Regions from separate parts of the Arabidopsis thaliana genome. Here region 2 is linked to region 1. The links are chromatin contacts, called in public capture Hi-C maps. All regions are on one chromosome and are shown on one strand. Each heading gives the region's core, a stretch centred on a gene start, on an enhancer-like site or on the middle of the called end of the contact. The rest is flanking DNA. Distances are from core to core; before and after follow the strand shown. Region 1 holds the start of LOV1 (NAC domain containing protein 35). Region 2 holds the start of QUL2 (QUASIMODO2 LIKE 2).

Region 1 (5,656 bases), core at 2,180-4,679:
TTTTATTGGAAGTTAAAAATGTCTCTTTTAACTACAACATTCTAGTAAGAGATTATCCCAAAAAGAGAAAAGAAAAAAAAAAAGTAAGAGAGATTTGATAGTGAAGGATACTCAATATAAACTTAATAAGTTTGACTAATATACTAATATAGTATTAATTTGAAAATGATGTTTGTGGATTACATAAAATCTAATATCCAAATTATATTATCACTATAAATTTAATTATTTTAAGTACACGATTTGATGAGAAACGAGATAGTGTTGTTGGTTAACCGATTCAAATTTCTGTTTTATTAAGTTATCGAAAGTTTAATAATTAATAGCACACAAGAATGTAAAAGATACGATCCAAATCTTGATTTGGAGAGCATATACTTTTTTTATATTAAAACAATCTGTCCATACATGTCATTGGAATCTAGATACATCCCAAAACAATCTGAAATATATTTATTATTGCGAAAAAGAAGGGTCAATAATCATAAGAGTGTGCCTATTATACTAGTATATAATAATAAAGTTGGTGGAATAATGAAATACTAAAGTTCAATTATTACTTGTAAAAGTAAACTAAAATCACCTAACTACAAAAACTGATGACCAATGAAATTGTAATGATGGTAACCAAATCCAATTAAATTCTATTCTGGGCAAAAACGAATCGATAATTGGTTAAAAGTGTTATTTTAGTTAGGACAAGACTTGTGATAGTGATCGCATAAGACTTTTAGGGGTTTTATTACTGGACCTATTCTAGCATCATCCTATTTCAAATCCTTAAATTCTTGTTCTCGAACCCGCTTTAAATTTTTCCTCGTTTCATATTATAATTGATTTAAGCAAAAGTATGATCGGTAGGAAATTCTTACAGCTATTATGCACTTTTATAACATTTGTTTTCCAATCAGACTCAAGTGTATATAGTGTGTCCCTTCTAAAATTCACAACTTCTATAACTATATTATATTTTCTCACCACGTTTTGTATCTTTCCTTTTTTGTTTTGGTTTAAAGCAATATGAGAATTTTACATGCTTTAGGTGTTTTTTTTTTCTTTTTACAGCAAGAAAAAATGAAGAGTACAACCCAAAGTTTACAGAGTAATGGTACAACAATTACCAGACGAATTATCTTCTTACAGCTTGGTTAAATCAATTGCTAAAGCACAAACTAATGGCGTGTATATATATTGCATATTTAGCCAAATAGTAAGCTTGAAGATTCTAAGACTTTCAAAGTAATCCCTTGCTGAGTTGCTATTATGCTGTATATGTACAATAGTATATAATAATTAAAACTTTAACGAAGACAAACTCATGTGAAAATGTAATAATCAGAAGACAAAATATAAGTTAATAATATGTCATATATATAATAATAGAAATATATGTTCTTTTCGAATTAAAATTAAAAGGTCTTAATTTTTTACAATTGCAAAAACTTTAAACTGAAAAAATGATTTAATCTTCTGGAATGTACATTATATAATATCCGCCACCCTACTTGCTACCCCTAGCTAAAAGCCAAACCGATGGAAGACTCGCTTGCATTAAATTATGCACTAGCTTAATCTACTTTTAAACTCTCTTATAATACATTTAATTCCTAATTTCTATCGCCATTTTATATTTTTACTGATATCAATATTCGAAGGGTCCATGCCTATGATTCCATGTCATACATAATATTTCCTTTCATACCTACATTCATTTTAATGAAAACCTTAAATATATATCCAAAAGCTATACATTTATGTAAACTAAACTGGTATAATAATTTTTGAAATATGTGTATGTCTACTGATTTACTATTTGATTAGTTCGTAGTAAATATATTATAAATTGTTTAAACATAAAAACAAAAAAAATCATGTAACTAGATAATTTTCTTGACGAAGATTCGAATTAACAACACAAAAAAGTTCATTTTCTGATATCGCAATGGTCTAATTAATGGTTGTTGAATAGTTTATCTTTTCCACGTTTCATAAGCTTTTTTGGTACGCGACATCCATATTGAAAAATGTCTGTCTACACTGAGCTCAATCCAATGAAATTTGTTGTGAATGAGATATATGCATTCACGGATTTCTAAAAAATATGAAGTCCATGACATCCATTGAAACATTTGACAAAATAAAAATATAAAATATGAAGTCATTACAACGTAGAGTAAGGTTTCTAAAAACCCCACTCTCGTTTCGTAGAAGCCCCACTACCACCTCACTTTAATTTCATTCATTATCTCATTTACGTTGATACTTTAAATTCATTTTTCCATATAAACTTGTAAGTATGAAATTTGTACTTAGTATATATTTTATCTATCTTTCCATGATGAACTTAAATATATTACAGTTTGCCTAGCCTTTTTAGCTCAGCTATATATATATATATATATGCTAATGTTGTTACGATGTTTATTGTTTTGTGTCTATATCTTATTTACTTTTTTGAATTATTAATAAAATGGAACAATTATACATATAGATTATAGATACATATATCTAAATATAATATATTGTATCTATATATATTAATACAAATTTTAAAGAACTGGCGGGTTTCTAAATTCTAACATATGTACTGTAAGTTCAGCTTCTTACTAAGTCATAGGAACATGGAGAGCGTTGGCAAAATCATGGTCAGTTTGTTTTGCATTCATAATTGAAGACATAGTAGTATCATGCAATGAAGATATGGTGGGCCAAATATATCATAAAAAAAATAGCGAAACAATAAGAGAACGTTCGTGAAGCTGAAGCATATGAAAAACACGTAAATATATTTATGACGAGTGACATAGTAAGCATACGTGATATTATTATTTAATTAGTAATATAGGCCACCAATCAGAATTCTTTGTCTCAACGATGAATAAATTAACTATAATAATCCAAATTTTTAACATTGTTTTAAGAATATCCGTTATTCAATTAGTCTACCTATAACAATGAATTATTATGGATCCTTTATCGCTATGCCTTGATCAGGAGAATTAGATTAGTTACACTTTCGCAATTTTTGTAGCGATGGATTGGAACAAAAACCAAAACAAAATATAGACTATTTACACATAAATTATACATGAAATCAACTTAATTTGTTATTCTCTAAAGTTTAGATTGTCTTTATAAAATACCAATCATATACCTAACTAAAACTAATGAATCTTTAACGTGCATGAGATGGTGCATGTGCAAATAAAACTATAAAGAAAACCATGATATATTTTTTCTAAGAATGATAGTTTTTGGGAATTTTAGACTTTCGGTCTATATTTTTCGTATGTCCACACCAATTGTTGATATTGCATTTAAAACATTAATTATTATTTTTTCCAAGTATAATTGAACTAGTAACCATGAGGTCCATGACATCCATTTGAAAGATGTCAATTCGTAATATTGTTTCAAAATATTTTTTCGTTTATAATACATAAACTTTAATTTTTCCTGTAAAAGATATCAACTGTTCTTTTCATTTGTGTTACAACCCAATAATTATTAAATATTTGAAACTTTAGTATTTAGAAAAAATACATAAAACTAATAGATAGATATTTTATTTTATTTTGAAACAAAAAGCTAGAAATGGAGAGTGAGAGAAAGGTCCAAAGGCACGGCTAAGAAAACAAAACCGTGGACACCCTGTCCTCAATTTGACAAGTCTTTGTCTCCTCCTTAACTCTCTTCTTCTCTCTCTTTGTCTTATTCTAGTTTGGTCTCAACTCCCAAAAACGATGACGTTTCATTCCTATATAGTCGTCCTCTCTTCTTCTTCTCCTCCTCTTATCTCTACTCAACACCACTCAATTTCATCTCTCTTTTTCCCTTCCATTGTTAGTATAAAAACCAAGCAAACCCTTAATCACTTTTCATCATCATATATCACCTTAATCCACATGCATACACATATCTAGTCTTTTTGATATATGGCAATTGTATCCTCCACAACAAGCATCATTCCCATGAGTAACCAAGTCAACAATAACGAAAAAGGTATAGAAGACAATGATCATAGAGGCGGCCAAGAGAGTCATGTCCAAAATGAAGATGAAGCTGATGATCATGATCATGACATGGTCATGCCCGGATTTAGATTCCATCCTACCGAAGAAGAACTCATAGAGTTTTACCTTCGCCGAAAAGTTGAAGGCAAACGCTTTAATGTAGAACTCATCACTTTCCTCGATCTTTATCGCTATGATCCTTGGGAACTTCCTGGTAAATATACATTCACATAAACACACATAAATCATCTCAAACTATTTGGAAATCTTAATTTCTATTCATATGTTAAGATCTTTCTTCTCTCTTATCACTTTCTCTCTCTATTTCTTTTTTTTTAACCTATATATGTACCTACCTCCTTATGAAGTATTACTATGTCGATCGTTAACAATTCTCAATATCTTTAAACGCTTCTCCCTCTTTAGTTTCTTTCTTAAATTAACCTAATTAAACAACCTACATATATATCATAAGATATACAAATATGTGTATGTTTTCATAATTAGCTTATGTATGTTTAATCATAGATATATGTATATGCAGCTATGGCGGCGATAGGAGAGAAAGAGTGGTACTTCTATGTGCCAAGAGATCGGAAATATAGAAATGGAGATAGACCGAACCGAGTAACGACTTCAGGATATTGGAAAGCCACCGGAGCTGATAGGATGATCAGATCGGAGACTTCTCGGCCTATCGGATTAAAGAAAACCCTAGTTTTCTACTCTGGTAAAGCCCCTAAAGGCACTCGTACTAGTTGGATCATGAACGAGTATCGTCTTCCGCACCATGAAACCGAGAAGTACCAAAAGGTATAAATTCTACTATAACTCTATATATATCCTATTCATACATACATAGATATAACCCTAGCTAGGTGGTGAGGCCTTTAAAATTGAAATTAATCCCTAGACAGTTTGAATTTTTTCTTTTTTGACTAGTTTTATTTATTTATTTTGGAATTGATTCGATAAGATCAAAAATACTTGTGAATGGACTAAATGTCAGGCGGCGTTTGCGCTTAAATCCAGAAAAATGTTCATGTCATATGCGTGAACTCTTTAAATTGCTAGACATGGCCCATATGTTATAGTAGAATACATTAATAGATAGATGCATACACATATATATAAACACACAAGTATCACACTCGACATTCATATACCTTAATTCTGCAGAGACATAGTTAGTTTTTCTTACAATTTATGACATGAATGTTCCTGCTCTTCCTCACATTAATTCATGTCTTCTATTTAAGTTACCCAACATTTTTTGAAATAATTTGGCATATATGAATTATACCAACATATTTATATGCGAACATTTAAAATCTATACGAATGATAACGGTTTATGGAGTAGACCGAAAAAATATTATGTATACGGAAAATGACAATGGATAGATAAATACATTTTTTGGGCTCTTTCGACTTATATGTCGTCACCATTTGAAACCATAAATTTATAAAATTTTCTATGTATATATATGATATTATGATGTATGCATAAGACAGCTAAAACAACAGGGTTGACATAATTATCTATGTGTATGTATTGCACATTCACTTGTACTAATAAAACTAAAATTACGCAATTAAATATATAAAAAATAATAAATATAATCATCTTAATTATATTTGCAT
Region 2 (5,584 bases), core at 1,570-4,069, 400 kb after region 1:
AGTTATGCCTTGTAAAAAAGGAAAACTTATTTGATGACATATCAATTTAAAAAAAGAAAAAATTAGAAAAAAATAAAAAAATAAAAAACAAGTAAAGATTTTCAAAAAGTATATTTTCATACAGTAACTAAAGTTAGATCTTTTGACTTATTTCCACTTAATGAAAGTAGATACATCTAATATTTTGTTATATGATTAGAAAGATTTCTATTACTTTTATTTGATGGTCGTTGCTTAAGTTGTTAAGCTCGAGCTCTAAGTAACATACTAACATGATATGGATTGCATTTCTTGGCAATATCTTTGTTTTTCTTGCCGTATCAAAGCAATGGTGACAGTAGTGATTTGTGGACAACCCTGCAGTGAGAAATCAACGGTTCAATGATCTTAACTTAAAAGAACTAGAAGAGTACCCACGCTACGCGTGGGTTTATTTTGAAAATAGTTTAAAAATAATTATATTTTAACTATTTTTATTGGTAATTTATGTTCATATTTGTGTATGTTATTATATAGTTAATAAAATTATATTTATTTTCTATAATTTTTTTTTTTAGTTAGATTTACCTTTGATCAAAAATCAATTATACTTTTTTCATGTATAAATCTTCTTATCTATATATCCAAGATTCTATTCTTTTTTAACTATCATAAAATATTACAACAACAATATATAATACAATGTTATGCAATTATATTACTTATGTGGTTTGAAACTTATCTAACTTGATTATAAGCAAACTATTCTTTGTTCCATGTATTTTCCTAATCTAGTACTCTAGTCACATCATGATAAGCTCATGACTAAATATTGAATTGTAATAATTTGAATAACAAATGTATAACTATCTACTCATTTATTTCAAAAGTTCTATCTACTCATTTATTTCAAAAGTTTTATACCAAAAGAGAAAACAAAAAGCAAAAAATTAAAGAGTCATTTAAGTCAACACTTTTAGGTATCTCTCTTTGCATTTACATATACCCATATTGGAGAAAGTGTCTTGTATTGAATGTTTTGGTATATCTAAGATCCCAAAAAAACTTACTTGAAAAATGTGTATGTCATTATTAATATTACCAATTTATCATAAGGTACAAAAAAATCATATATCATGTAGACCAAAAAATGTAATAATAAGAGAAGATTAAGTTAAAATACTAAACTAAAAAAGGTTAAATAGCAAACAGCTAAGTTACAAATATCAGATAATGACTATAAAAAATAGCAAAATAGAAAAAGTAGAATAAAAGTAGTGTTTGATACATTAACATGATTTGTATTTTTTTCTTTTATTTTGAAAATAGTTAATTAAGAGTGGGATTGATGGATGGTTTAATGCAATATGAGAACTTTAATTTTTCGTCACTAACTTTTGTTAATTGTTAAATGATATTAATTTAGAATGACATGTGGCACTCTCCAGTGTGATGATGTGTCATTCATATGGAGAGAGTTGACCAACTTTCATATATATGATTTGTGTCCAAGCAAGATGTTTATCATGATCATTAAAAACGGTTAATATGATTTTCCACAAACGGTCTATCACATTTTAATGATCCATATAAGCAGGAGTGATCCGTCTTATTGTGATAATTCCTAAGAAGTTGTATTTTAATCATGCCTTCATTTCATGGAAGTCTACTAGAAAAAAGCGAAGCTTCGTAATTACATATTTGGAGATTCAATGAGAAGATTTGTGAGAACTTGAGTGGGAAAAACTAATAGAATTTCTTCTCTTTATGAGCTATACCCATCTTCATAGAATCCTATATTATGATCACAAACTCTTGCAAAATATCTAATCAAAACGGATTATTCCAAAACTCGAGACATCATCCATGAGACGTTGTGCAAATGGATTTAGATTACTCGAATGGAGAGATTGAAGGTAGTAAACGCTTATATTTGATCATGCATGTTGTTCTAATGATCTTATCTCATCAAGACATCAACCCAAGTTCGATCGTTGTCCTGAGATTTTGATATCTTTGTTGGTTTTTTAAAAATATTATTTACGACTAAAATATCAGTGTTGTGTTTAGATTTGTTTTCTTTCAAAGTTGTTAATGCGACATAATAAGAAAACGATTGCTTTGACGTTTTGTTGCCTGATTTCTTTCTTTTTTTTCCTCTTCTTCCATAAATCGTAACAAGGACAATTTATTTCTTTTAAAAATAGGACTCTTTTCTAAGTACATATAATAATAATAGGACCATGTACATAGGTGATATTTTTAGAGTATCACAAGTCCTAAAATTATTTTTATATTAATAAAGCAATTATAATATGTTTGATCAGTATCAGTCCACTGATATTTATGATACCAGTATCATCTGACGTGGCTTCTTCTGATTGGTCACATTTGACAAAAACAAAAAAAATTATATATATTTATTAAACAAACATTATAAATAATACTAAAAAAATTCTTAATGATACTTTGTGAGTATCACCTATGAACATGCTCTTATAATTGAGTTACATAATTCTATGTAGTACTCAAAATTTTATAAATATACTTAACCTAACACGTATAAAATAAATTATTTAACCCATAAACATGAAAATTAGGTTTTCTTTTATAGTAGTGGATTGTTATTGCTCACCACCAACAACATAATCATACAAATTAATAATAATAATTAACAAAAACCTTTTTGATATAGAGAATTTTAGAAAAATAATAAAATAAAGAGACCAAGAGACAAAGAGACCAATTTAATAAATGCACAAAAAGCAAAAGTGCACCACGAATTTTGCAATTATTCTCCTCATGACTGTTTTTTTGCTGGAACCAAAACTAAACAATTCTTTGTTTTAAAAAGTTTACTTACACATACTTTCTTAATTAGATCTAAGTTTAGGATTATAATCTTCATCATCATTATTTGTTATTATTAATCTCCATATTCAGAAAATTCGATTAATAAAAAAAGAAGCTTACAAGAGAGTGCCCATATAATTGGAATATCTCTCTCTCTATCTTTCTTCTGAATCTCTCAAAAATTTCGCCATTGTTGTTGCTCTGAAATCTGTTAACTTTGGTACGCATCTCAAAAACCCTAATTTGATTATCGTCATTTTGTCTGCATTTAATTTATTTGATCTGATCTTCTTCGCCATTCTCGAGATCTCAATCATGGGTTTATCCATCAGAATTATTATCAAGCTTTTCTTTTTCTTGAATTTTCGCCGACAAAAAAGCAAAATTCGCTTAATGTATAGATTCACTAGAAATGGTAATGTTTCTTTTTTGGGAAAATTTCGATTTTTGATCTGTGAGATTTGATTGCAGGTGATTTGATTGCATTTGCCTTTGAGAGTTTTAATCTTCAATTTTTGGCTACATCGAGATTTGGTTCTGAATTTTGGCATCTCTATTAGTAGTGAGGCCATTTCCTGATTTGGATCATAAAGAGTGGAGAAAAATCTTGCCTTTGTCTCCTTAGGATTGTGGCTTGATCAGGTAATGAGACTATGTGCTTCAAAATTGAGACTTGTTTGGTGAAAGAAGCGGATGAAAAAGTTTCTGTGTACAGCGAGAGGAATTAGTGGTTTCTGCTTACGAATGATATGAGAGGTTCTTGGTACAAGAGTGTTTCCTCTGTTTTTGGTCTCAGACCACGGATCAGAGGGTTGTTATTCTTCATTGTTGGTGTTGTGGCTCTAGTTACTATTTTAGCACCATTGACATCTAATTCGTATGATTCTTCGTCAAGTTCGACACTTGTGCCGAACATTTATAGTAACTATAGGAGGATAAAGGAGCAAGCTGCTGTTGATTATCTTGATCTGAGGTCTCTTTCTTTAGGGGCTAGTTTAAAAGAGTTTCCTTTTTGTGGTAAAGAAAGAGAAAGTTATGTGCCTTGTTATAACATAACTGGGAATTTGCTTGCTGGGCTTCAAGAGGGTGAGGAGTTAGATCGACATTGCGAGTTTGAAAGAGAGAAGGAAAGATGTGTAGTTCGTCCTCCGAGAGATTATAAAATACCACTTAGGTGGCCACTTGGTAGAGATATCATATGGAGTGGGAACGTGAAGATTACCAAAGACCAGTTTCTTTCTTCAGGAACTGTGACAACGAGGTCTTTTGACATACATTTTCTTCAAATTCAGTTTTCCCCATGTATATGGTTTCTGTTCTGTGATGTCTTATTTTTCATTGTCATCATTATTAGGTTAATGTTGCTTGAAGAGAATCAAATAACCTTTCACTCGGAGGACGGCCTGGTCTTTGATGGGGTCAAAGACTATGCTCGTCAAATTGCTGAGATGATAGGTTTAGGAAGTGATACTGAATTTGCTCAAGCGGGTGTAAGTATTCTTAATCTTATTATCTTACACATCAAAATTTTCAGTTCCAGCTTCTGAGATTTCTTCTGATGCTTGCAGGTACGGACTGTGTTAGACATTGGTTGCGGATTTGGTAGCTTTGGTGCTCATTTAGTGTCTTTGAAGCTGATGCCTATATGTATTGCTGAGTATGAGGCAACTGGGAGCCAAGTTCAGTTAGCTCTAGAGAGAGGCCTTCCTGCAATGATTGGCAATTTCTTTTCAAAACAGCTTCCTTATCCAGCACTGTCTTTTGATATGGTCCATTGTGCTCAATGTGGCACTACTTGGGATATCAAAGGTAATCACATCAACAGGTCTTGCAAGCGTGTCTAGTTGTTTTTGAACTTTTAAAGTTGAGATCTCCTAATATGTTTAACTTTGTTCTGATATGTTGACGTTCTGTTTGTCCCTTAAGCAGATGCAATGCTACTTTTGGAAGTGGATCGTGTTCTGAAACCCGGGGGATACTTTGTTTTAACTTCTCCCACAAACAAAGCACAGGGAAACTTACCAGATACCAAGAAAACGAGCATCTCAACACGGGTGAATGAGTTATCTAAGAAAATCTGTTGGAGTCTAACAGCTCAGCAGGATGAGACGTTTCTTTGGCAGAAAACTTCTGATTCAAGTTGCTATTCTTCTCGGTAAGTGTGATCCTGAGGCATATTCTTGGCATTTAAAGCGTAAGCTTGGCTTTCCTGTATTGATGCTTTTTCTTTCTTTTCTGGTTGGTCTAGTTCGCAAGCTTCTATACCTCTTTGCAAAGATGGAGATAGCGTTCCGTATTACCACCCATTGGTTCCATGTATAAGCGGAACCACGAGTAAACGCTGGATTTCTATACAGAACAGGTCTGCTGTTGCAGGAACAACCTCTGCCGGGCTTGAAATTCATGGAAAGTATTTCTTTGGATAACCACTTCGTTGTTTCTTTCTCATTGTTTAAATTTTACTTGATACTTTCAGAATTTAATATGTTGTTTTGGATATACTGAATACAGGTTTAAAACCGGAAGAATTCTTCGAGGATACACAAATATGGAGATCAGCTCTGAAAAACTATTGGTCCTTGCTTACACCTCTAATTTTCTCTGACCATCCGAAGAGACCCGGTGATGAGGATCCTCTCCCGCCTTTCAACATGATACGCAATGTGATGGACATGCATGCTCGTTTTGGGAATTTAAATGCCGCTTTACTCGACGAAGGAAAATCTGCTTGGGTAATGAACGTCGTCCCAGT

Evidence for each region. Capture Hi-C pulls out chosen DNA fragments and counts their contacts.
Region 2: a capture Hi-C map of seedling shows a contact between it and region 1, with 2.1 times the contacts expected there. The contact joins the promoter of QUL2 here to the promoter of LOV1 in region 1. A contact is called at or near these places in 1 of 26 Hi-C or Micro-C datasets (root) and 1 of 3 other capture datasets (seedling).

What each region holds. Positions count from the first base shown.
Region 1 is chr2:644,109-649,764 of TAIR10.1, forward strand. It overlaps LOV1 (NAC domain containing protein 35), which reads left to right and starts at 3,430. Exons shown (of 4, transcript NM_180655.2): 1 at 3,430-4,227; 2 at 4,558-4,826. The coding sequence starts at 3,936. AT2G02455 reads right to left here and starts at 4,579. Exons shown (of 2, transcript NM_001335118.1): 1 at 4,370-4,579; 2 at 3,772-4,224. The coding sequence starts at 4,109. The coding sequence ends at 3,897.
Region 2 is chr2:1,047,928-1,053,511 of TAIR10.1, forward strand. QUL2 (QUASIMODO2 LIKE 2) reads left to right here and starts at 2,820. Exons shown (of 8, transcript NM_001335184.1): 1 at 2,820-3,052; 2 at 3,304-4,093; 3 at 4,187-4,322; 4 at 4,401-4,641; 5 at 4,762-4,987; 6 at 5,081-5,584. The coding sequence starts at 3,582. The coding sequence ends at 5,258.